Regions from separate parts of the Sus scrofa genome. Here region 2 is linked to region 1. Evidence: chromatin contacts called from public Hi-C data. All regions are on one chromosome and are shown on one strand. The core of a region is the stretch at or near the end of the contact, and the rest is flanking DNA. Distances in the headings are between cores, read along the strand shown. Region 1 overlaps LOC102168188 (a long non-coding RNA gene). Region 2 holds the start of ZNF516 (zinc finger protein 516).

Region 1 (5,988 bases), core at 308-2,807:
TGGACAGACCACAGAGTCGAGAAACACTGGTCTTGCAAGGGCAGCTTCTGAGCCCTGAATGGCGGGATTCTGTTCTAACTGAAACTTTTGGTCAACAAGTTCCTTTCTGTAGTTGACCATCAAAATAGACTTTGTGTCATTTGCTTCTGACCTGACCCTGTGCTTTTTGTATCTGACTCACAGGTGGGTGACCCACAGCTCATTCAGACAGTTGTCACAGCCCCTGGGCACCGTTTCCAGTGAATGATGTTGACAGTAATTTTCTTATTTGTGTTAAGAGTTTGACCTCTTAAAAAAATGTAGTTTTACTCGCACTGCTAACATCAAAACACACACACAGCATGTTTCATAGGGGTTACTTTGAATCCGATACCTGTTTTCTATAGGCTGTCACTCTGGCAGTTTCTGGACCTGTCAGCTCTCAAACTCACCTCCTGGCTGGGAAGACGCTCCTTCTAGTAACTAATGTTCTTTCCTAGTGAAATTCAGAACCAGCTTTTCCACTGACCCAGATATTTCACATGCAGAAAAATGGACCATTCACAGTCAGAGGATGATGAGGACAGACTTGAATAAAGGCAACACTTCTCAACTCTTTTGGATTGTTTTCATTGTTTTGAGAATGTAATTTCTAGGGGAAAATTTTCTAATCCTGGTCACAAACCATCCCCCAAACAATAAGTGTTCCTAAGTATGGTTTTAATGAGTGATTTCTGAGGCTTTGCTTTCATGGCAGGAATTCATTCCTATAGCAATTGTCATGGTGCCCTGACGCGCACATTGATGAAATATATGTATAAAATATTAAAACAAGAGAGCCAGGATCAACGCTCGAATGAGCAAGAGTGACGTGACTGAGGGACAAGTTACAACATTAGAGGGGAAAAAAGCAACCCTAGACGTCTGCCTTTTATTCCTGGGAAATTACACACTGATGACTCGAACCCACAGACCTGGCAGCTACTCAGTCACGCAGGGGAATAAGGGAGCAAACAAGTGTCCAAACTTGATCCAATGGCTTCAAGTCTTGAAATGATGTGTTTTGCACTTGGAATGTTTTCAAGGTGCTAACACTTGGGATGGGTCTAAGTAGAATAAACCATGATTTTTTTTCCCCAAGACTAAAACAAACAAACGACAAATTGTAATGCACTAAATTGGACTGTAGATGCATGTTATTCTTTATAGGATCTGCCAAAGACTAAGGAATAGGTTTTCAACTTCAACAATATAATAGGCAGTTATTTTTATCAGCAAAAGTGAGCTTACTTGTGAATAGCCAGAAGAACTGCAATTCAGGATATATGAGCTATGGCGGACCACAGGCAAGTCAGGGAACGAGGAAGGGGAACTTGCTTTTATAGGGTAAAGGGGGAGTTAAGAGGAGCTGGTATACCCACAGAGTCCATTGCGGGGTCCAAAGCGTGGAGGCTTCCCATTGGTTAGGCTGCTACAGTTTCTGATTGGCTGGGCTGTGATGCAGTGGAGAGATGTCTTCTTCCTCTGGATGGTAAAGGGAGGCGCCTTCCTGTCCCAGGCTAGACTTTGTGCCTCCTCCTATCTGGAGTAATTGATGATGATGGCAGGCGTGAGAGCTCCTCCTACAGGCCTGTTCTGACTACGGCTTTAGCTGAGGTTCTCTAAATTAATTCCGAGGCCAGACAGGGAAAGGCAATGAGTGGTGCATTTTGCCTGAGGGCTAGGTGCTCCCAGAAATGTTCCTTTTCATTATAACTTGTCCTGCGGCTGATGCAGCCAAAATATCAGGGAGTTTCCTGTCCAGGTACTCAATCTTTGTGGAAGTTCCAGGCTCTAGGAGAGTTGCTTGGTGGCTGGCTCTTAGACAGGGGAGGGCAGAAGCTGCGACGGAGAGAGGTTGGCCACCTTTCAGTCCTCCTCCTGCGCACTTGAATGAAGTTACGTTCATTCTCAATCTGTGCTAAATCTTTAATCTTCATTAGAAATCCTTGTTTTGTCCAGGGTCCTTTAAGCTTGATATTTTCATGAAAAACATCTATCCAAGTACCAATGCACCCTCAGAAGGTAAAAATTTCTTCTTTTAATTTACAAAATTTACAGTAAAAAGAAACATAACATCTTTCTCTGATCAAGGTTTCCCTGTTTGAAATATCAAAAACCACACTGACTCACTGGGAAATAAGCTGGTGATCTTTGAAGGGGGTGGATTAGAAAAAGGTTGTATGGACCCATCTGACTTGAGCAAGACAATGTCATCCTACACAGCAGCCTTTCCTGAGGATGTTAAAGCACTTTATGGATATTAATTATCTCATTCATTCTCATCACTTTGTATGAGCCAAAGGCATTTGAGATCGCCAGTCACCCATCTCCCTAAACTAAGTATCTCAAGCCTCCATTTCCAGTTCAAAGTACTCTCAGCTCCTTGGAGTGCCCGTCGTGGTGCAGTGGTTGACGAGTCCGACTAGGAACCATGAGGTTGCAGGTTCGATCCCAGGCCTTGCTCAGTGGGTCGAGGATCTGGCGTTGCCGTGAGCTGTGTTGTAGGTCGCAGACTTGGCTCGGATCCCGAGTTGCTGTGGCTCTGGTGTAGGCCGGTGGCTACAGCTCCGATTCGACCCCTAGCCTGAGAACCTCCATATGCCTTGGGAGCGGCCCTAGAAAAGGCAAAAAGACAAACAAACAAACAAACAAAAAAAAAACCCAAAAAAACAGAAAAACGAAAAACAAAGTTCTCTCAGCTCCCTATTATTCAGAGATGTCATTGAGTTTATGAAGGATCCAGTCTCCTCTGGTTCTTTCTGTCTATTTTACTCAACCCTTTTTTTTTGTCTTTTTTGTCTTTTTAGGGCCACACCCGTGGCATATGAAGGTTCCCAGGCTAGGCATTGAATTGGAGCTATTGCTGCTGGCCTACACCACAGCCACAGCAACTCGAGATCCAAGGCATGTCTGTGACCTACAACACAGATCACAGCAATGCCAGATCTTTAACTCATCGAGAGAGGCCAGGGATCAAAACTGAGTCCTCATGTATACTAGTTGGGTTTGTTAATCACTGAGCCAGGATGGGAACTTACTCAACTCTTTTGAATTGCTAAACATCTCTGCCTCTGCCCCATCTCTTCCCCCTTTTATACATGTTAATTTAGAAAAATTTGAAGGCTCATAGGCTCATGAACATTAAAAATTACTGGTGGATATTTGGTGTGTATCTATCTTAAAGAGTTTCATATTGCATGAGATCATGCATTTTATTTCCCTTGGTATTATGTCGTGTTTGTTAATATTATTTTTAATACATGATATATAATTATTTTCATGTATTTTATACCGCTATTATTAACAGTTGAGTACTATTTCAGCACAGGCAGAGCCTGTTTTATTGTGCTTTGCATTATTGCCCTCAGCAGATATCCTGTTTTTAACAGACTGAAGGTTTGCGGCAACCTTGTGTCCACTAAGTCTATCAATGCTATTTTTAACAGCATTTGCTCATTTTGTATCTCTGTGCCAGATTTTGCTAATTCTCACAATATTTCAAACTTTTTCACTATTATTATGATTGTTGTGGTGATCTGGCATTAATGAGTGATGTTTGATATTACTATTCAAAAAGACAATACACTGAAGGCTGAGGTGACAGAAATTTTTAGCAATAAAGTATTTTTAAATTAAGGTATGTACATTGCTTTTAAAATAGTGCTATTGCACACTAAATGGACCACAGTACAGTGCAAACATAACCTTTACATGCACTGGGAAGTCAAAAAAATTCATGTGAATTACTTAATTGCAATATTTGCTTTATTAGGGTATCAAGAACTGAACCCACAGTTTATCTTCAAGGTCTGCCTGTGTATGAATGTGCCAGAATTAAATTAACTAAACTCTTAAATCTAAACCCTGAGGTCATTTCAACATTTTTGCCGTTATAAAGTGCTGCCTCCAATCTAGACAATCAGCCTGGTCTGTACCCTTCTGAACCATTCCTGGTGGCCGAACAATTATATAAAAACTACATACTCATAAAGTTTTTAAAATTTTATTTTAAAAATGGTACAAATGGTATTATACCCCAAAACTCACTTATCTTACTTTAAAAAATATGTCATGAAAGATTCTTCCAGAGAGTTCTTTAAATAGCTGCATAATACATTATGGTATGAATATACTCCTATTTGCCCAGCCGTTTTCCTTGATAGGCATGCAAGTTATTTCTTGATTTTTGCAATGCAAATAATCCTATACTAGACACCCTTGAACATAAATACTAGTATATCCATGTGTTTACTTCCATAGCAGGACAAAGAATTGAAATTGCTGAGTGAAGTGGCATATTTGTAAGGTTACTAGATTTATTAGATGCACCTCTTATAGGCATTCACACCAAAGTGTATGAGAATTAAGTTTCTCTGTTTCTTTCAAACAGATGTTCCAGCTAGAAGTATCTTGTATGCAAAATATCACCAAAGAAATTGATGCCCAGAAAAGTAATGGGATTGTTGAAGGTCATATGGCTAAAAATCTCAGAGTCAGGACCAGGATCCAGGTCTCCCGATTCTCTGACTAGGGTTTTTTGCATAACAGTAGGGATGAGGGTGTTGCTATTGCTGGGTAACAAAGTAGTCACACACTTAGTAGCTTAAAAAAGAGTCATATATATTGCTATATTTCTGTGGATCAGCAATTTAGACTGGGCTCTACGAAGATGATTTTCTGAGTTGAGTTCTCTTGTGTCTCTGTGGTCAGCTATGGGTCAGCTCTCCTGTGCCCGCACCCTGCAGCATACACTCTGAGGCTTGTTTTCATGGCAGAGGCCCTAAGAGAGTGGAAATATCTAAGACCTCATGAGGCTTATATACTCAGGGCTATCAGATCATCACTACCCCATATTCGATGGTCAGAGAGAGCTGAAGGGCCAGCCCAGATTTGAAGGGTGAAGATCGACTCTGCCTCCTAAGGGGAGGAGCTGCAGTGTCACAGTGGAAAGGGCAAAGATGAAGAAAGACCTGGAGGATGGGAACCCTGTTTGCAAGCACGCCACCAAGTTGTCATGTTATGTTTTCCCCACTTTCCAAACAACTACTTTGGTATCATTTTGACCTGGTCGTTTGGAATATCGCGGCACTGTTAGAGCATAAAGATAAAAAAAGGAATGTTTGTCATGAAACCTTAAAAAGCTTTCCCAAGATATGTGCAGCACATTTGGAGCCCAACCATATTAGGTCAGAACTTATCCCATTAAAAAATAAATTTGTCACATCAGAGAAATTAATCACCATGACCATTTTACTCTCATTATTTGAAGTATGTTACACACAGAGGGTTGGTGGTTTTCTCTTCTTTACTGCTCTTTTGGAAAGTTCTGCAGCTGTGTCCGGCACCATTCGGAGTATGTGTCACTGGTGTCTTTTTTTTTTTTTTTTTTTTTACTTATTTTGTATGTGTGCCTTTTCCCCCTTTTATTATGTCTGTAATTTTTCCATCTCACACAATAAACAAATGAAGAGGAGGGATTTACAGGTCATAAAAATAGCGGGCCATAAATAAAGTTAAACATGGTAAACTTCCTCCTGATATTTCCACAAGAGTGTGTCCTTGGAGATGAAGGGTGGTCCGTGGTACAGGGCTGATGTGCCTCTCTTTGCTGTGACTACAGCCTGTGGCTGCAGAGACAGCCCAGCAGGGGCACTTGTGAGTGCTGGGGAGAGAGCAACTTCTATATTTAGCAACTTCTGGCTTCAGCCAAATATAAAATGGATTTAGGATGTGGGTTGAGGACAAGGAAGGGAGCACGCACATGTTAATATTTCATTTGTTCTTTCCTGAATCAGCAGCTTTGTGTGGAAAATGACCTTCTGTGACTTTCCTGTTTGTAGTCAAAGATCGGCATGGAGAGAAAAGACACTAATGTGGAACTCTGCTGACTTATTACACCAGGCATTTCATGCAGTCTATGTGGGCATGCTGGCCCAGCCTCTGCCTCCTGCAGCAAAGTCTCCACCT
Region 2 (5,529 bases), core at 1,807-4,306, 140 kb before region 1:
TTGAGGGGGAGGGGTTAGAGCAGCAAAGAAATGCAATTTTGAAAGAATGGACTGTATCAGAAAACTCCATCCAAGTGGAGTTTAAACATTTACAGCATGGAAGATGTCTGCTTTTGAGGAAGGCATGTTACGTCTACCTTCAAATATTTAAAACGCAGATATCTAAGAATTGCATTCACTTTCTTCTGTGTTCTTCCATTAGTTCTATGACTTCTGCTTAAATCTACGCCTATCACTGAGAAAGGTTAGATGCTGCCAGCTAAATGTGGCCACCCAACAGCCACGAAGAAGTTATTTGCTTCCTGCTTTATTCAGTTAGAATCTAGTTACATTATAAGCAAAATAGCACTTTCAATTATATAATTAACACCAATGCTGAAAATGGAATAAAAACCAAAATAGTGTCATGTCTTGAACACTGAAAACAAACATATTATAAAAGGAAAGTACACACGCTTGAACAAGCTCCTTCCTGCTGAAGGTAATCAGCTTACATTTCAGTTTCCTATTTCTATGCCATTAAGGTATAATGCAGTTGAAACTCTAAACACAATCTCCAGCCAGACTTACAGCCACTCCCACAAAATTCTTTTTAAAAGACTCCTTCTGGTAAATTATGAATAAGATCAATATGTATCTTGGAAAATGAATAAATAAAAATCTACAACAACCCAATAAACAGAGCACTGGTTTTTCAAGAACTGTCCGTGACTAAACTCTCCTTAAATTCCTATGTCACATTATCATTTTTCCCTATTTAGTAAGGCTGAAAACCATCTGTGAAGAGTTTACCTCAGTTTGAGTTATTCTTTAAAGAAGTCTCCTTTCCTTTTGCACATAACTGTTGCTAAACTTAATCTCCACATCAAATGCTCCACCTATGAGACTCAAATATCCCCACGAAGGAGCAAGTAAGGTAAATGAAGTTAAAGTTTAATTCATGGAAGTGGAGACAAGGTGATTTTAGCACCGACCTGTTTTTAAAACCATCTCTCATTCTATCCACTCTGTATTGGTCTCTAAAACAACATCTTAGAAAGAAAGGTGGAACTTCAGAGTCCCAAGAAAACTTTAATCTCTAAATTAGTCAACTTAAAAGGTCTTATACAAGTAACAATGGGATTAACACTGGCGACGTAAACTATTCTCGGGTCATCAGTGACTAATGCCACTTAACACATCCAAAACTTAAAGTTCTTGATGGAGTTATGTTTCAGTATCCTAAACCATTTGGAAAGATTACTCTGACAAACAAAAGCTTTCAGAAACAAAACTAAGCAAAACTCCTCTCTCTCTCTTTCCACTGTTGACTCCTGGACCTACCAAATATGCTTCCTGGCCACTTTGTTTCATTTTAGAGACATTCTCATTCCTCTTAGATAGCTTTACTGCACACCTTTTGGGATTTTTTTTTTTTTTTTTGATGTGCTGTTTCAGTATATTCAAACAAGTTTAACAAAACAAAGCCCTACTAACAAACTAGAAAAATACTTGACATAATATATTTATATCTTAACACATCAAAATTCTAATTCCACTACCAAAATACTTGAGTGGCTGGAGGGGGGGCACCCCCAGGCCCATTCAGCACAATTCAGGAGTCGCTGTTGTGAAACCAAGTCTGTCCTTCTCAAGGAGCTGAACTCTCAGACCCAGGTTCCTAAGGCCAGCTCCACACCCTCCAATGTTACACGGAGAGGAAAATGCTCCAATTCATGTGTGGCAGTGGCATGTGGTCTATTTAATTCTGGCCAGTCTGTGTAAATATAAGTAACACAGCTATTTTGACGCGGCAATCAAAGAATGCAAGAGAATATGAAGGAGGAACAAACAAATGATAAAATGAGCTCTTTTTTGAGGGGCAGGAGAAAGATCCTACCAAATAGCACGCATGCCTAGTTCCTTAAAGTAGCACTTACATTCCTAAACCAAAATACTCCAATCATATTAATAGGGCAGCGTGAAAAATAATCTGGAGAAGATCCTGTAGGGAGAAGACCCACCCTCCCATCGCCTCTCAGCAGTCCTTTAAGTGTATTTATTACATAGCCACGGGGTGCGAGCACCTCAATGTTTAAATCATCTTTAATCAAGATTTGAGACCTAAGGGCACGTTCGTGGGGGAAAATGCCTTCCGGTTGCACGTTTAATTCAGACTTTTGTGACTCTCCTTTAAGTCAGTGCTCTGCGCCGCCCAAGGTCCCGCAGCCCTGCCCTTTGTTACAGTATAGACCCTGCCGACAGGCTCGGCCCCCCGCCACGGACACCCGGGGCTTCCAGCTCCAGCCCAGATTGCATGCGGGTCCCACGGCGGACAAGCATCAGGTCCCACGGGCAGGACGCAACTCCACGCGCCTCAACCCCGCACAAGGATGCCCGAGCCGGTGCCCACCGGCGGCTAGCGCCCAAATCCGCGCGCTGGCCCCGGCCTGGGACCTAATCAGGTATGAACACTTATGTAATCGCGCAGGGGCCACGCCTTTCCCACCGCCCCACCTCCGCCCGGACAAAGTGAAGTTTAAAATAGAAACCAATTACCTGGCCTGGGCAGCGCCTCGGCGCCTGGAGCGCGGTCCGCGCAGCCACGCGCACCCAGGGCCCCGGCCCCCACTCCCCCGCCCCCACAGACCCCCGTCCCGGCCCACACTCCCCCTACCCCCGCAGACCCCAGTCGGAGCTCTCACTCCCCCGCCCCCTTCAGACTCCCGCCCCGGCCCTCATCCCCCACTCCAGCTAACCCCCTCCCGGGTCCCCACTGCCCCAGCCCCGAGCAGACCCCGCCCCAGTCAGGACCCTACTCCCAGACCAGGCCCTCACTCCCGGGCCAGGCCCCCCATTCTCCCGCCCCCACGCAGCCCCGGGCCCTGCCTGCCCCACCCCCCCAGACCCATTCCCCCGATCCGTCCCCGGCCAGACCCCCTCCCCCGGCCCGCACGGACCCCCGCCTTTGTTACGGTGCGAAGTTGGGCCGTGGGTCCCCGTCTCTTTCACTTCTTGGGTTACAGTGCAGGCTTGTGACGTCCGCTCCACATGACGGGGGCGGGGGGCGGGCACCGGGGGGCGGGGGCGCGGGCCGGGTCCTCCCCCACCTCTCCGCCCATCCCTCCCCGCCTACAGCCCTCCCCCAGTAAACTGGGCCTCCAGAGGCCGCAGCCCAAGCCGCGGGGCGGGCAGGTAAATACTACCCCCCTCCCCCCGTCAGGCGCCCTGGGACCAGCGCCGCACCCGCGGGAGAAACAGAAATAGGAATGATTTAATCCAGCGACACCTCCCCCTACTGCCCATTCCTCAATCCGCGATCTCACAGAGATTGGGGAAGGAGAGGGGCAGAATCGGGTAGTATTCGGATTTAGGGAGCGGAAATGGCCCGGCGGGCGACGCGGGCTGGACCCCACCTTGTAACCGAGTTAGGATCTTGCTGGGGGAGGACGAAGGTCTCCTGGGTTGGCCAGTGGACTATCGGGATGACCTCCGTGCGGCCCTGCAGGCGGACACACTGTGCGTGGACGAGGCCCGGGCGCGGGATCCCTCCCAGGGATCCCCCTGCAGGGGTCTCGGGGAAGGAGGGGGTACACGTGTGTCCTTAACCCGTTCCCTGCAGCAGCAGCATCCATCTCTGAGCGAAGCAGCAAAGCAACTCCAGCACTGAACAGAGCTGCTCCTTGGTCCCTTACACACACACACACACACACACACACACACACAGAGCACTACTAATATTCCTAGAGAAGTTGGTGCCCTACTAAACCCAGAGGAAACGTGGGGGGGCCCGTGACGCACTCCGCCGGTGAATGTGCCCATTGTGCCGGGGAGCCGTTGCCAGTGCTTCGCATTCTTAAGTAGGTGGGCAGTAAAATTGCACTGACCCTGGGCAGGTCACATTCTATAATTTGCCACGGCCTAAATATCAACTTCCAGTGAGAAAATAAAATTTGAAGTTGGAAGGTACATGCTGTCCTTCACTTTTTCTAGAGTTAACAACAGTTTCAACAATCCTGGACCTCGATACGCCTAGCGAGTGACGAGTAGAATCCATCACTCTGACCCCAGGCGCTCAGGGCGCGCCTGCCGCGTGGGAACGAGACGGAAGGAACCACACATTTCGATCCCCCAACCTCTGAGAAGCATAATCACATCCCTCCTTTTCTTCCCCTTCTGCAGGTTTCGACTTGCATCCGAAAGCACTTCTTTTGCCCGTTCTTTACAGAACACTCGGAGGAGGCAAGGTCTCTATTTGGAATGCTGCATGCCCACCTAGCTGCAAAGATTCAGATAATAGCGTGTCCGTGTATACAGCTCATAACTGTGCAAATCAGGACCCTGCGGATGCGCGGGGCTGGTCGGACTTAGTGTGCAGACACATGGGCGCATGCACGCGCGCGCGCGTACACACTCACACCCCAAATTACCTCCGGGATGGAGAAAGCCGCTGCGGATTGGCCCGGAGAGCCGTCACTCACACCCAGGGGGCAGGGAGACTTTGCAAGGCTGTTTCCTTCCACCACCCCCCCTTCATTTATTGGTAAAACAACAGCAGAGCTCTGAAAGTTAGCCTTCTGCACCGAGAGTTTGCCTTCTTTAAACGAGGGAGGCATCATACGATATCCATTTAAATCTATTTTCTACTTCCACAGTGGATGAAAGGGGAAATTAGCAATCGGGATGGGGGCGGAGAGGCAGCTCGCTGTAAAAAGGAGGGGGTCATCCGGGAGGGGTGGACGCAGGGAGAAGAGTTGTTCTCAACACCCAAAAGGGACTTTGACCTTTCATTGATCTCGAAATTAAAAAATGTTTTTCACAGGTCAGATTGTATCAAACGCCGGTCCTAATTGATGAACTCATTATTTTAATTTTATTATTTAAACACACGCCAGCAATCGTGTTTCCTTAAGAAAGAACTGACCTATTTTTGGCTGGAGATAAAGGATCATGTTAACAGATGTTAATCTTGTAATCTGTTTTTCCTGTAAGCACTTTACATACCCGGGTTTCAGACCTTAAAAATAACATCTTTTCCAAAAAGACCTGACGTCACAATTCACTCGCTGAAAAATCGCTCCCCCTCTCCAGTTTTTTTCCTCCGCAATGATTTCAAAGACATTAAATCTTTTTCACTTTATAAATGCTGATTTGTTCTGCCTCAACTCCCACAGGCTTTTATTTGCATTTCAAATTCCACAGGTTACACCAGTCGCCTTTTCAAAAAATGTAAACCAACAATGAAGCAGCAAATGGCTTTTTGTGCGTCTGGATTAAATAAGGCACAGAATAAATATATTTTAAAAGAGGGCTGAGCAAGTTGTTCTTTGCACACCCGGAGATCAAGTAATTCTTTATCAATAAACCCAGCGGAATGATTAAGACACAGACACACAACACCAGAAGCTCCTGGTCAGATCCTGGTCTGCTGCGAGGAGCTTATTACCGCTGATAATAAATGGGGCTGACTTACAGACCCACATTTTTCGGGTAAAAGGCTCGGTCTCTCTGGTCCGTAGCAGCAGGACCCCAGCCCACCAAGGCCGATTG

The links. A called contact is a pair of places that touch in the nucleus more often than the background predicts.
Region 2: a Hi-C map of embryonic fibroblasts shows a contact between it and region 1, with 2.7 times the contacts expected there. The contact joins the promoter of ZNF516 here to the enhancer-like site in region 1. A contact is called at or near these places in 9 of 47 Hi-C or Micro-C datasets (adipocytes, embryonic fibroblasts, epiblast stem cells and 4 more) and 2 of 2 datasets of contacts at active chromatin or transcription factors (alveolar macrophages and skeletal muscle).

Annotation. Positions count from the first base shown.
Region 1 is chr1:147,843,255-147,849,242 of Sscrofa11.1, reverse strand. It overlaps LOC102168188 (a long non-coding RNA gene), which reads left to right. Exons shown (of 3, transcript XR_301093.3): 3 at 1-587. Among named protein-coding and RNA genes, the nearest start is that of ZNF236, 64 kb to the right of the region's middle. Within about 2 kb of position 1,557, at least 9 of the 83 cell types and tissues checked have an H3K27ac peak or open chromatin away from gene starts, as enhancers often do. A contact at or near this core is called in alveolar macrophages and embryonic fibroblasts, where this site is marked.
Region 2 is chr1:147,985,187-147,990,715 of Sscrofa11.1, reverse strand. ZNF516 (zinc finger protein 516) reads right to left here and starts at 3,056. Exons shown (of 7, transcript XM_021099077.1): 1 at 2,940-3,056.